Linked DNA regions of Drosophila melanogaster: region 2 is linked to region 1. Evidence: chromatin contacts called from public Hi-C data. All regions are on one chromosome and are shown on one strand. The core of a region is the stretch at or near the end of the contact, and the rest is flanking DNA. Distances in the headings are between cores, read along the strand shown.

What was found. A called contact is a pair of places that touch in the nucleus more often than the background predicts.
Region 2: a contact with region 1 is called in a Hi-C map of the Kc167 cell line, with 1.7 times the contacts expected there. The contact joins the promoter of lncRNA:CR44471 here to the promoter of CanB in region 1. A contact is called at or near these places in 16 of 107 Hi-C or Micro-C datasets (the Clone 8 cell line, the D17-c3 cell line, the Kc167 cell line and 5 more) and 1 of 6 datasets of contacts at active chromatin or transcription factors (the Kc167 cell line).

Annotation. Positions count from the first base shown.
Region 1 is chrX:5,329,620-5,335,779 of dm6, reverse strand. It overlaps CanB (Calcineurin B), which reads right to left and starts at 3,281. Exons shown (of 3, transcript NM_001258602.1): 1 at 3,262-3,281; 2 at 2,680-2,727; 3 at 1,331-2,410. The coding sequence starts at 2,375. The coding sequence ends at 1,863. It overlaps XRCC1, which reads right to left and starts at 5,904. Exons shown (of 5, transcript NM_131989.4): 1 at 5,628-5,904; 2 at 4,310-5,566; 3 at 4,161-4,249; 4 at 3,770-4,098; 5 at 3,345-3,711. The coding sequence starts at 5,678. The coding sequence ends at 3,593.
Region 2 is chrX:5,430,908-5,437,067 of dm6, reverse strand. It overlaps lncRNA:CR44471 (long non-coding RNA:CR44471), which reads right to left and starts at 3,629. Exons shown (of 2, transcript NR_123797.1): 1 at 3,416-3,629; 2 at 1,271-1,761. CG15784 reads right to left here. Exons shown (of 1, transcript NM_001297962.1): 1 at 4,542-6,160. The coding sequence ends at 4,724.

The DNA of each region.
Region 1 (6,160 bases), core at 2,032-4,531:
GCAATCGGAAAAAGGTCAAACCGTGGGCTCGTGACGCAGCAACAGGAGCGAAATTAGTGGGCTGCAGGTTGCTCCTTGGGAATCGTGTGTACGGGTATACGGGTGTACGGGTGTAACTTCAGCATTAACCCTACTAATTTTCAAAATGGAAATGCCTTCATTTGGAGGTCGGATTCGAAGCGTGGGCAGGTGGCAGGGGGCGGGGGGCAGGGCCCAGGCGAAAATGATTAACGAACCAGCTTGCGACAGACAGCATATAATAATTTATTGATACCACGCACACACACTCACGCATTCTCGCACACTGGCGCACACAAAGGACCCTCGCAGGACCTCCCTAGTTCACTAATACTGTGGCCCAATCGCCCAGCAGGTGACTCCGTGGTCAAGGCTCTGTTACCGTACAAGTTCTACGCGGACCCAACAGCTAGTTGGCTGGCTTCCTGTTGTCCACACTGCGAGAAATTCTTGTTGAGTTCGGTACCAAAAATGTGGGAAATATATAAAATAGTATTCTGCGGCAGCAGGGATGATCTTCTCCAACTGATTTGTATTGAACAACATGGCGTATACGTAACATTTTTTTAAGTGTTTTATATCAACATGGATTATCATCTCTTAATGCTTTGCGATATTTATGTTCTATTTTAAATCCACAGGAAGGCTCCGCATTCGCAAATTTGTACTGAACAACGTGGCGTATACGTAATATTTATGTTTCATTAGTAGATAGATGTTTTATATCAATGGATAAACTTTTCCCACTCATTTGTGACATTTCTGCTCTATACTAAGGTAATTTTAATCTCAACATGGATGAACTTCTTCCACTGCTTTGTTCTAAACAACGTGGCGTATACGTAACATGTATGTTGGTGTGTCTTGTCACATGAGGGACGTCACACACACACACACGTGTAGTTGGAAAATCGGTGACCTACAAAACATTTAATCGTTGCCAACGGCCAAAAAGTTTTCGGTTACTTTCGGCCGGTGGCTTCCTTCCCACATTTTGTGGTGACCATCTTCTACGGGGTCGGCTTTCGGGAATCCGGAATTTCGGGCGCCGAGCTGAACGACACGCACGTGTTCTTCGTCCAAGGACTCGCGGACCGTGGAACTCTGAGGGCATCTGAACCCGCCGGCCAAAGAACCCAGCCCACATTCGTCCACCTCCCATCAACAGATAGTGGTAGTACAACGAAAAATCACCAAGTAAACGCTTGTTGGGGGTTTTGAGTTTAGCTTTGCGATAAACAGTGTTTAATTGTAGTTGTTGTTGTAGTTTTCTTTTGTCAATTTTTTTTTTTTTTTTTTTTTTGATTTTTTTACATATCTTATACACAACATTTAGTCGAGAGATGAACTTAAGTGTTAGGCTTGAATTGAACGTAGAGTTTAGGATATAGTACAAACTAGTTTAAGATGATGCGAACAATCCCAATCGTAGAGCTGTTCGAACCTCGAAAGTATGTCATTTCGAATGGAAGGAGGAATGGAAGGAGGGGTATAGATGAGTTCTTTGGTTGAGTGGTCCGTTGCCGGTGGTTTCAAGTATGAGTATAAGACACAATTCATTGCATTCTGTGGATGATAGAGATCGATCGGTTTGGATCGTTTGGAACAAAGTGTACTCTATATATATGCGATAGGTATCAATAAATTGAGTAAACTGCTTCGTTTTTGGCACGCCTCAAACGCCCTCACAGACTCACAGACAGACCGTTTATTATAAAGCTGAACATGTTTCAAGGGAAGTGAAGGTACACACACACACACACACACTCATTACGGAAAATCGGCTATACATATTGTATCATATCTACAATTGTATATATATAGTACTCATTATGTGGCTCAATCTAAACATCGACAACCATTTTCTTGTGAATATCGGTATTGCCCACCACCGAGCAGAATTCATCGAACGATATCTTGCCATCCTCGTCCTTGTCCGCAAAGCAAATGGTCTTGTCCACGATCTGCTGCAGCTGTGTGTCCTTCAGATTGTTGCCCACCATCATCTTGAGCACCTGGAAGAGTTCCCCGTTCGAGATGTAGCCATCATTGTCCATATCATAGATGCGGAAGGCGAATCGCAGCTTGGACAGCTTATCGCCGCGCACGCTAAACTGCGACACTCCCTGGATAAACTCCTTGAAGTCCACCTCCCCGTTTCCATCCGCATCGAAGATATCGATAACCCGCTGCACCAGCGGATTCTGCTGCAATTCCGGCAGCGACATGAACTCATCTATGCTCAGCGCACCCGAGTTGTCCAGATCCAGCTTGCGGAATCGCTTGCCCAGCCTACGGATCTCGTCCGCATCGAAGTTGGAACACATGTCCATGGGCAGGGAGGTCTCGTTACCCATGCTGGCCTTTGGTTACTTAGTTCTCTGGTCTAGATCTGCGAATGGAACGCAAGCGTTAGAAGGCAGGGCATTCTGCTCTACGGAGAAAAAGATGATTCCAAATGAATTTCGATAATAAAAAAAAATATATCATCAGAGAATTGAGGAACATTTGAGTTACCAATGAGAAAAATTAGAAGGATATTCGGTATGTGCAAAAACTGATGCATACTCCCAGGCTGCCCAATGTTCCACTTCTCACTGAATAGCTTCGAAATCATTTGGATTGCACTTTTTCTCAGCGTTTTCAGCACGACTTTCTTACCCAAAATTTTTGTTGTTAATAACTCAATTTTTCAACGACTGGCACGCTCTAAAAAAAAAAAGGGGGGGTGAAGTGCAAGTTAGCAGCATACTTTTAATTATGGCTCAATCGTATCGATTTTTCCAAATTCCACAACTTTTCACCACTCGTTTTCGCTTCAGCAAGGTTGGAGTGGAATCTCTGCAGTGGCACAAATCCGGATGGAACTGCGTTGGCCAGGATGCTTGGGTGAATCGCATTGCGAAAACGCAAGTGGTAGCCATAGATATTTACCATAAATAAACAATAGTTGCGCTGGATTGTTAAATTCCCAAAAAAAAAGCTCTCTACTCGCTCGACAGCAAATACACGACTGCAGGCGAGTGAGAGAGTTTTCACCGTTAGCTCTCGCCAACGAGTGGGAGAGCGCGGAGAGCGCAGCTGTCAAAAGCGGACAGCTGTTGCTTTTCCACCTGTTTTTTTTTTTGTTCTTTTCGGGGGCTGCAAATTGGTTTTCCACTTGTGCACTTTCGCTATCTTTTTAGTCTTTTTAATGCATAGTTTTGGGCGTAAACGGGTTTTCTTCGCTTAACCATAGCATGCCTATGGGTGGAAAGTCCTTGTAGTACCGTGCTATGCGTTAGTACATTTTTTGTGAATTTCTGCTAGAGATGGACCATCGCATTAGCCCAGAGGTGGTTTATTTGATAGTTTTTTTTAAATGAACATGCGATAGATCTATTATAATATCAATATTTATTCCTTGGGCTCTTTTTTCAAAATGGTCCAAACTAATCACTTATTTTGAATTTGTCGAATTTTTGATAACGAGCATATTCGATTAACAAAGTACAAAAATATGATACTTGCACATTACAAGCAATTTAAGTAATAAAGTCGTATACAAAATATGAGATGAGGTTAGAAATGGCACCTAATCGATTTGTTTCTTCTTTAGCTCCAGATAATCCTCTTCATCGGTACTAACTTCGTATATATCTTGCGATTTCGTCTTTACTGTAGTCCTTAGTTTGGCTTTCTTCGTTTTGTTTTCTAAAAGCAAACAATAAAATATCTAAAAAAAAACAGGGCAGAACAACAGAGAGTTTACCCTCAGCCACGCGCTGCAGTTCATCTTCCGTATCAATGCCCGATAAGGCATCTGGATTCATTTCCACATCATTCTGATCCGCTAGAGCTGTTAGCTTGCTATCCTCTAGCATTGCCACATCATCCTTGCTGGAATCGCGCCGTGGCCTCGTCGCCTCATCGCAAAGCTCCTCATCGCTCTCCGGCTGGCCAATGTCATTGGTATCCAGGGCGTAACGTCGCCATGGCAGGTACTTCTTCAGCTCATAACATTTCTCGATCCAACTGCGTGTCACAATCTTGCCCTTGCCCTTCACTTGATTGTATTTCGGTGTGTTTTTGAATGCGCATCTGTTTGGGTTTCATTTTAAGAATTAGCGGGCGCATACTAGATCAATCTGGACTTCACTTACATCAGATGGGTACATCCTGATCCCCAATCAGCCTTATACTTGGCTCCCAAGGCGACCGCTTTCGAACGCAAGTCTGCACGATCGGGATTCTGAAAGCAGAAGGGATGGGTTTAAATCGAGTTGTGATGCAATCAAAAGAATTTCCTTGCCTGTATGCCACTGATGACCAGGACCACACCCTTGAGTAACTGATTAAGGGGACGGTATTGAATCGCTGTGTCCACGATCTTTTGCTTTTTGGCGGGCGTTACTGCGACTGCGGTGGGAGATGAATGTCGCTTTTGCGCAGTTGGGCGCGAACTTTCCTTGGAATTCGAGGTGTCCGAAGATCTGTGATCATGCTTAGATTTCTCCTTCCTCCTGGACTTCTCCTCCTTCGAATGCGATCTTTCCTCTTTTCGTAATTGCTCTTTCTCTTCTTTGGCTGTGGATTTTTCTCTGGAGGACGAATTGTGCTCCTTTGCCGGTGGTTTGTCTTCTTTGCTGATTGACTTATCCAAGGAGTGCCTGCTTGACTTTTTCTTTCTGCTCTCCCTCTCCTTTTCCTGCTCCAATCGCCGTCGATCCTTGTCCGCCTCCAGATGCTTGCTCAGCCGTTGTTTCTTTGCATTGACCTCAGCGTCCTTCACGTCCTCATCATCGTCGCCGAACAAGAGTGAAGCTCGATTGCGATCCAGGGGCTTGGCATCCAATGGCGTCGGAGAAACCGATCGCAGAGCATTGAGAACTGGTGATGGCGACGTCGAGGTTTTGGGCGATGCAGCCAGGCTAGAAACCTTGCCAGCGCTCAGCCTTCGCAGGGCCGTGGAGCCGGCGTCCCGAATGGCCGCTGCTGTGGAGGTCGCACTGATCGCGGGCGACTTGTGCTGCGTCTGCTTCTTCCAGCTGTGAAATCTGTTCACTTGATTGTCCGTTTCCGAGTCCGGCGACTCCTCGCGCAGCTTAAAGGTCCCGAATTGCATAACACCCTGCGGCACTAGGGATTTGACCTTAGGCGCCGCAGCAGCCACTACATGCACCTTGACGAATGAGAGCCCGTATGGCACATGACGATTGAAGGGCTGTGTGCAGACTATCTGAAGCAGCTTCCACTTCTCCGGCAGTGCACTCTCCGCCAGCGAAGTGCTACTGAAACAGCGAACGCGATTTGGATTGCTGGAATTCTTGCTCTCGATGGGCGTCATAAACGAACTGGATAGCAGCAGCTCGCGGAAATCGTCCGCCTGGCAGCCTGTTCGACTGACCAGCACCTCGATGAAGGCGGCATGTTCGTTGCCAATATCGATGCCCGTAATCTGTTGCGGCTCCTCGAACTCCAGCACAACGTATGCGGATTTCTCTCCCGGCGCCTTGGTTCGCCACTTCTTGCCGGCGTTTTCCTTGAGCAGATTCGCCGCTACGTGCACCTGGCCAGCGGGATTGCATAGTTATATAGATGTACATTTGTTATATAGGAGCATTACTCACCGCATCTTCGCTGCTCACTTCGCGTACGGACTTGAAAAGCGCAATTGGCATTTCGCAAGTCGCATGAATTTACACTGAGACGCCGATGATTTTGCGGCAAATTGCTTTGCCGACAGTTGCGCCTGCGATTAAACTGATTGTCGAAAGGGAATTGCGTCGGTTGCATGTGTTGCCATGTGCGCTAGAATGTTTGTTTATTTCTTTTATCTTTTGATGATGGGCGGTGAATTATGCTGATTTTGCTTAACCAACTATTTCAAAAATAAAACCTGTATTGTGTGCACTAATTGCCCATCACTAGCTGTGCTGACAGCCTAGCTGGATATCGCTAAATATGGTCTCTTCGTCACCATATCAAAATACTAGCTAGTTAATTGGTTAACCAACACTGGTCACTTCAATTCAACTTTATTTCATTACGTTTATTAAGAAAATGCTAAAGATCTGTTTTGTTTGCAAAGGTTATTATAATTATATTATATTATATTATTCATTATATTCATTATATTATATTATATTATTCAAGAGATTAA
Region 2 (6,160 bases), core at 2,380-4,879, 100 kb before region 1:
CTCCTTCGTCTCCTTCTCCACTCTTCCCGCTCCACCCATTTCATCTGCCACTCTCCCCCCCCCTCCCCTCCATGGAGCAACCACTTTGGAAGAGGTAAGGTAAGCAACATTGTCATCTACATGTGCGTCTACATATTCAGATGCTGTGGACGAGCTGCCGTAGGCTGGGAAAACTTTTTTGTGTGCGCGCCCCAAAGTATGCAGCTAAAAAGGAAAATGCTGCGAGTGCGCTGGTGTGCGTGAGTTGAGTGCAGTGTGCGTGTGTGCGAGTGTGTGTGTGTGTGTGTGTGTGCTGGATGGATGGGTAGCTGGCTGGGAAGTGGTTGAAAATTTGTCGTAAATATTAAAATTTCATACGTTTATGCAAATTCACTTTCGACAACTTCACTTCCTGTCGTGCTTTTGGACTTCAGCATTTTTCGCACCTCACTTCGGCTTCTGTAATTCACCAGGCACTCAAAAAAAAACAAAAAATAAAAAAGAGGAGCCACAAGCTACAAATATGTGCATATAACTATATTTATAAATATATAAATATCATCAGCAACATCAGCAATTTACATTTACATTCCCAAGAGCAACAGCTGCACTTAATAATACTACATACATACATATGTATGTTTGTGTGCAGTTGTATGTTTTTCAGTGTGTTTCTCTCAGTGTACGCACACACGTACCTGCTGCTGAGTAAAATGAGTTGTCGCTTTATATGAAAATGAACATTTATTAAGTTGAAATTACATTACAAATAATTTTCATATTATTGTAATGCACACACACGCGTATTTGCCTATGAGGGGCGTTGGATCGTTGGGGCGTGGCAGACGTGGGTGGCGAGTAATAGCCTTGTAATATTTATGTAAATGCTTAGCAGCGCTGCCGTCTCCCTCACACCGCCTATCGCCGTCTCTGTCTGCGAGCGAAACATCTCTGCCGACTGTCAGTCAGTCGCCACTCTTTTCCTGCCAGCCACTTTCTTATTTTTTTTCATTTGCATAAAATGTTTTAATAAAGATTTTGATTTCACTCGGCTAAGTGACTAAGTAAATGGAATAATTGCCTTTTATAGCGAACAATTTGTCACATCCTGTATGCCGGTTTTTTTTTTTGCTCCACAAAAACTGCATCGCCTCGCATTTAATTGCCATCGATTTAATAATAATCATAAAAAATGACTTATACATTTATCATTAGTAAGTACTCGAAACGATAGCCTACACCATTCCATGGAAATTCCAATCGTTTTCATTTGCATTTACATGGAAAACAAATAATTTATTAACTGCAAGCCTGCTTACAAATTAAAACAATTTCATTTGGTTGCCATATCTGCTCTTCGTTTTCCGGACAATTTCCAATTACCAAGCTTCTAAGATTCATGTATCGATGGCCGGATATTTCACGGGAAATTCGATCATTATTAAATTGTTCGTTTCATATATTTTTTGCCAATTAGTGGAGCTTTCAATCAACGACATCTTCAACATGAATCGACTGTTTTTGACTAAACTCATGCTTCGCCATTATGTTGAACTTAGTGAATAGCTTAGTCTAAATAGTTAATTGTACCACGTCTGCAGTTCTCGGTATACTGAAAATTAATTACCAAGGTGTACAGCGGGTGTTTGAAAGTCCTCAAACATCGCGCATACGCCATGTTGACCTTGCAAGCTGCACTTTTCTGTCCATCCATTCCCAGCTGCCGCTGTCCAGACAACATCTTCGCCACTGTTTGCTTAGTCCGGCTTGCTGGAAATGGAACTGAAAAAAAATGTTAGTAACGTGGCACATTCCGGAGGAATATGGAGGAACCATACCCAGAACTAGAACCGAGAACCAGAAACGAGAACCGAGAACTGAGAACCGTAAAGGCTGCGTTGCCGGACAAGAGCTGCATACGAAATGCGTTGCAAGTGGGCTAAGGGTTATCATTCGAATGGAGGAGGATTGTGGAGAGAGAGAGAGGGGGGGGTGTGGTTGGGTTAAGGTGTCGGGGTCACCCGCCCATTGTTACAGTTTCCACTGCTCTGGCACTCTGCTCACGTAACATTCGTATAACTTTCTATGTATCTGCATTCGCACCTAGCCAACTAGTCACCCAGTCACCCAGTCACCCAGCCACCCAACGCCTCCTGACAAATATCTATTGTGTAGTATTATGGTGGTCATTGTTTGCCAGTTAGCAGAGACTGCTGGTGCCGTAGGAAAAAGAAAAAGAAAAAAGAAAAAATACCGGAAAATTCGAAGAAACGAGCGTACGCTGTCATCATCTCAGCTCTCAGCTTATTTGCACTGATATCACGGAATGCAACGAGGTGCATACTTTTCGGCTGTCACTTAATAACAACGAAACAGACGTACAAAGTTGCCTGTGATGATAACTGTATTGTTTTTTTTTTTTGAAAATCCATGGGGCTTTTTAATTTCCCAAACGAAGCACCGCATTTTAATAAGCCAAAATAAAAAGTGAGCGGAAAACGAAAGTTTTGGCCAAATAAAACTGATTCGAGTCATTCGTCTGCTGAGTTTACTTTCCCTGCGTTTGACACACACACACATACACACACACATACAGAGATTAAAGGCCCGCAGCTTTTCCACCTGTCTTAAGGGAAATAAGGAAAATTATTTTAAAAAAAAATATATATACATATGTATATCATAATGGTATGCATACCGTTCGCACTCTGAAAGTAAAATCGCAAATGCGGCGAAACAGGAAGTGTGGCAATCAAATGGTTGTGGCGGAAGGGGGCGTGGCAGATCCTTCGCTTATATTGAATTTTAAGCTTTCGACAATGACGACAACGGAAGGATTTGCGCCACAACCTTCGTTTCCCGCCGCAATTTTTCCCGTCTTTCACCCTGATTTTCTGCGCGTGACTTTGTTTTAGAATTGCCCTCCTCGTGTTTATTTTTTTACTTTTTTTTTTTGATTTTACCAACATGTGGCAAAATTATTTCCGCTCAAAAATCGACTTCCGCCCGCTTACGCTATTCAAGCCACACTTTTGCTCTTACCTTCGCCCTTTCGCAAGTTTTTGTTTTCGGGGAAATTGAAAGACCTGCAAGTGACAATGGCAGTGGAGACGGAAGAAAATGCAGTCAAGTCGATTTCGTATTTAATAACCATTTAACTATGAACTATGCTGCTATAAAGTTTATGCTGCATATATGTATGTACATTTATATCTGTGAATATCTATCGTTTTTCACTGTGGCAAAACAAATCAACTTTTCCGATTGTAAACTTGCCCCAAAAACAAAAAGAAAATTATAATAACAACGAACAGCAGAAAAAGGCCAAGAAAAGTTGCTGCGCCTGTCACATTGTCACAAAAATCGAATAAAGTTTTCCATTGAAATCGCACACACACACACACACCCCCTTAGATTTGTGTGCTTTTCCGCTTACCTGTTGCCACCTTTTTTGTTGTTGTCGTTTTGGCAATGGAAAGGTGCGCTCACTTCCTGGTCCGCCGGCTGGTCAGAGGTCAGGAGTTCAGCGCTAAAGGCACAAACTCACCGTGGCACTGCGTTTGTTCCATTATTAAACGGCACTTTGGCCACGCAGGCAAACTACCCGGCGTTTCTTCAACTTTGGCCGACAGCTCCAATGGTTGGGTGCGTACCATCTAAAAACTGATTCCATCGACTGCCAGACAAAAGCGGTAACCATTTGGCCACCACCCACCACCCACCAACCAACCAACAACACAGTAATTAGAAATCGGGCACAGTTGCCTGGGGTACTGGGAACAGTGTTCGCAGCCGCTTAGTGTTCCCACTGCTGTTCCCAGTATTTGTATTTCTCTTAAAAGCGCTTAAGAGCGGATTAAGCATTAGCTTTAGCTAAAGGAAAATTAATGTTTTTCTTATATGCAATATAAGCAGTTAGGCTAACTATTCAGTTGTTAACACAATAAAGTTAAAAGGTGTATTTATTTGGACATATTACATTTAATTACAAGAATGCTGGATCTCTGATTGTCAGGCTTTCCCCTCCGCAGCTGAGAACAGTTGCGACCACAAACTGTACCCACTTGAAGGAGAGAATGCAGTCAACATTCTGCGTCCGCGATTCATCCACAGGTTGTTACAATATAAACCCAACCAATTAATCTAAAATGGGTTAATTTGCGAGTTTTGCAGTGTCAAAACAATAATATTTAACCAGGTGAAAAACCTATAATTTGATAAGCCTATCAAGCTTGTTATCGCTGCCATTGCATTGTCATTTGGTTGGGGAAAAACCTCTGCAGGAATACACCAATCTTATCGCGGTGCGTAATGTCCATAAGCCCCCCATTCGCATTTCCCCAACTTAAGCAACACAAATAGAGTAATTACTCACTCGTAATGTATCTAGTTTAAAGTGTAGTTTTAATTCATTTCCGCCAGCTGCATTAATAATGCAATTGAGTCATTTGCAATCGCACTCAGAAAGTAATGGGTATTATATAGTTGAGCTTAACGAATGCACTTGTACCGTGGAGAAGAAAATAAATAAATTAAGTTTCCATAAAAAATACGAAGTATATAGATTTGAGTTTTGTTTTTTTTTTATTTAATTTCATTTTTTTAGATGTTTTTTTAATGATTTTTTATAGAATAATAGAATAGAAGCTTCTGGGTGTTAAATGTATAGTAATATTGAAGGTTATATGTGTGGGAGGTTGTATTGAAGGAATCTTAATGCATCTTAAACGCTGGCTGCGATTGCCTAATCACGTCCATGTCCATGTCCATGGCCATGTCCATGTCCATGTCCATGCCCATGTCCATGAGCGCGTTTTCCGTGCTTCTTTTTGCCCTTCTTGCGCTCCTCCCTCTCGACTTTGGGGAAACTCTCCTGCTTTTCCTTGCGGCAGTGGGATCGGGACAGAGAACGACTGCGACGACCTGGAGGGAACTCAGCTGGTGGTGGTCGATGATGGGCAATAGGAAACTCCGGACGGGGCTGGTGCTCAAAACGCGGTCCTTCACCGGATTCTCTTTGGGGAACGTCAAAGAATGGTCCGAATTGGGGGCCATGTCCATGTTCGACAAATGGACCATGATGTGGACCAAAGTGATGGCCATGGTGTCCGCCGTGATGGGGACGGTAACCTTCATGGCGCGGACCAAAGTGGTGGTGGCCATGTGGAGGTCCGAAGTGGTGCCCGCGTCGATGGGGAATCTTCTGCACTTCGCCATCGGAGCTGGAGCTGGAGCTGGAGCTGGAGCTGGAGCTGGAGCTGGAGCTCGATGAGGAGCTGGATGAGGAGCGCTGCTGTCTTTTCTTCTCCTTGCCCTTTCCCTTGCCCTTGCACTTCTGCCTCTTCTTCTCATCCTCCGAGGAAGAACTGGAGCTGGAACTGGAACTGGACCTCGGCTTGCGGCAGTGCTTCCTCTCCAGCGAACCGGATGTTGAACGGGAAAGTGATCTCTCTAGTCGACGGCCATGTCGTGGACGCGTTTGGCCATATCCGTATCCGTATCCTGGTCCGAATCCGAATCCGAGATCTCCACGACAGTCGCGCCTAGATAGTCTAGGCAGCGAGTGGCTCCTCCGATTGGCCGCGGCATTGTCCAGGGCCCACGGCAGGCCCATCCATTGAAAAAACTGGGACTGATCATGCCAAGGTCCGCGAAAGGATCTCCGATCGAAGTCAAAGGGAGAGGGCCCAGCGTGAGGTCCAAAGTGTGGTCCAAAATGGGGACCAAAGTGGTGACCATGCGGATGGTGGTGGTGCGGCCGTCCATGATGTCCATGTCGGCCATGATGATGCGGCCCGTGACCATGTTTGTGGCCATGCTTGCGACCATGCTTGTGGCCAAAACCGTGGCCAAGACGACGACCGAAGCCGTGATGGCCATGTGGTCCTCGGCGCCATGGATTGCTGATCCAGCCGTAACCGTTATAGAATACCTCTTCGTCCTCGGAGCTGGAGCTCGAACTGGAGGAGCTGGAACTGGATGAGCTGGAGCTGGAAGAGCTGGAGCTGGAGGTGTTGGAGGGCTCCTCGCCAGCCGCCGTCTGCTCTTCCGCCTGTTTTTTGGCCTGTTGCTTGGCCAGCTTCTTGGCCTTCTTCTTGTCCTTCTTGGCCTTCTTCTTCAGCTGCTTCTTGGTCCTTTTGGTGCCCTGTTCCTGCTCCTGCTGCCGACACCTGGCCTCCTC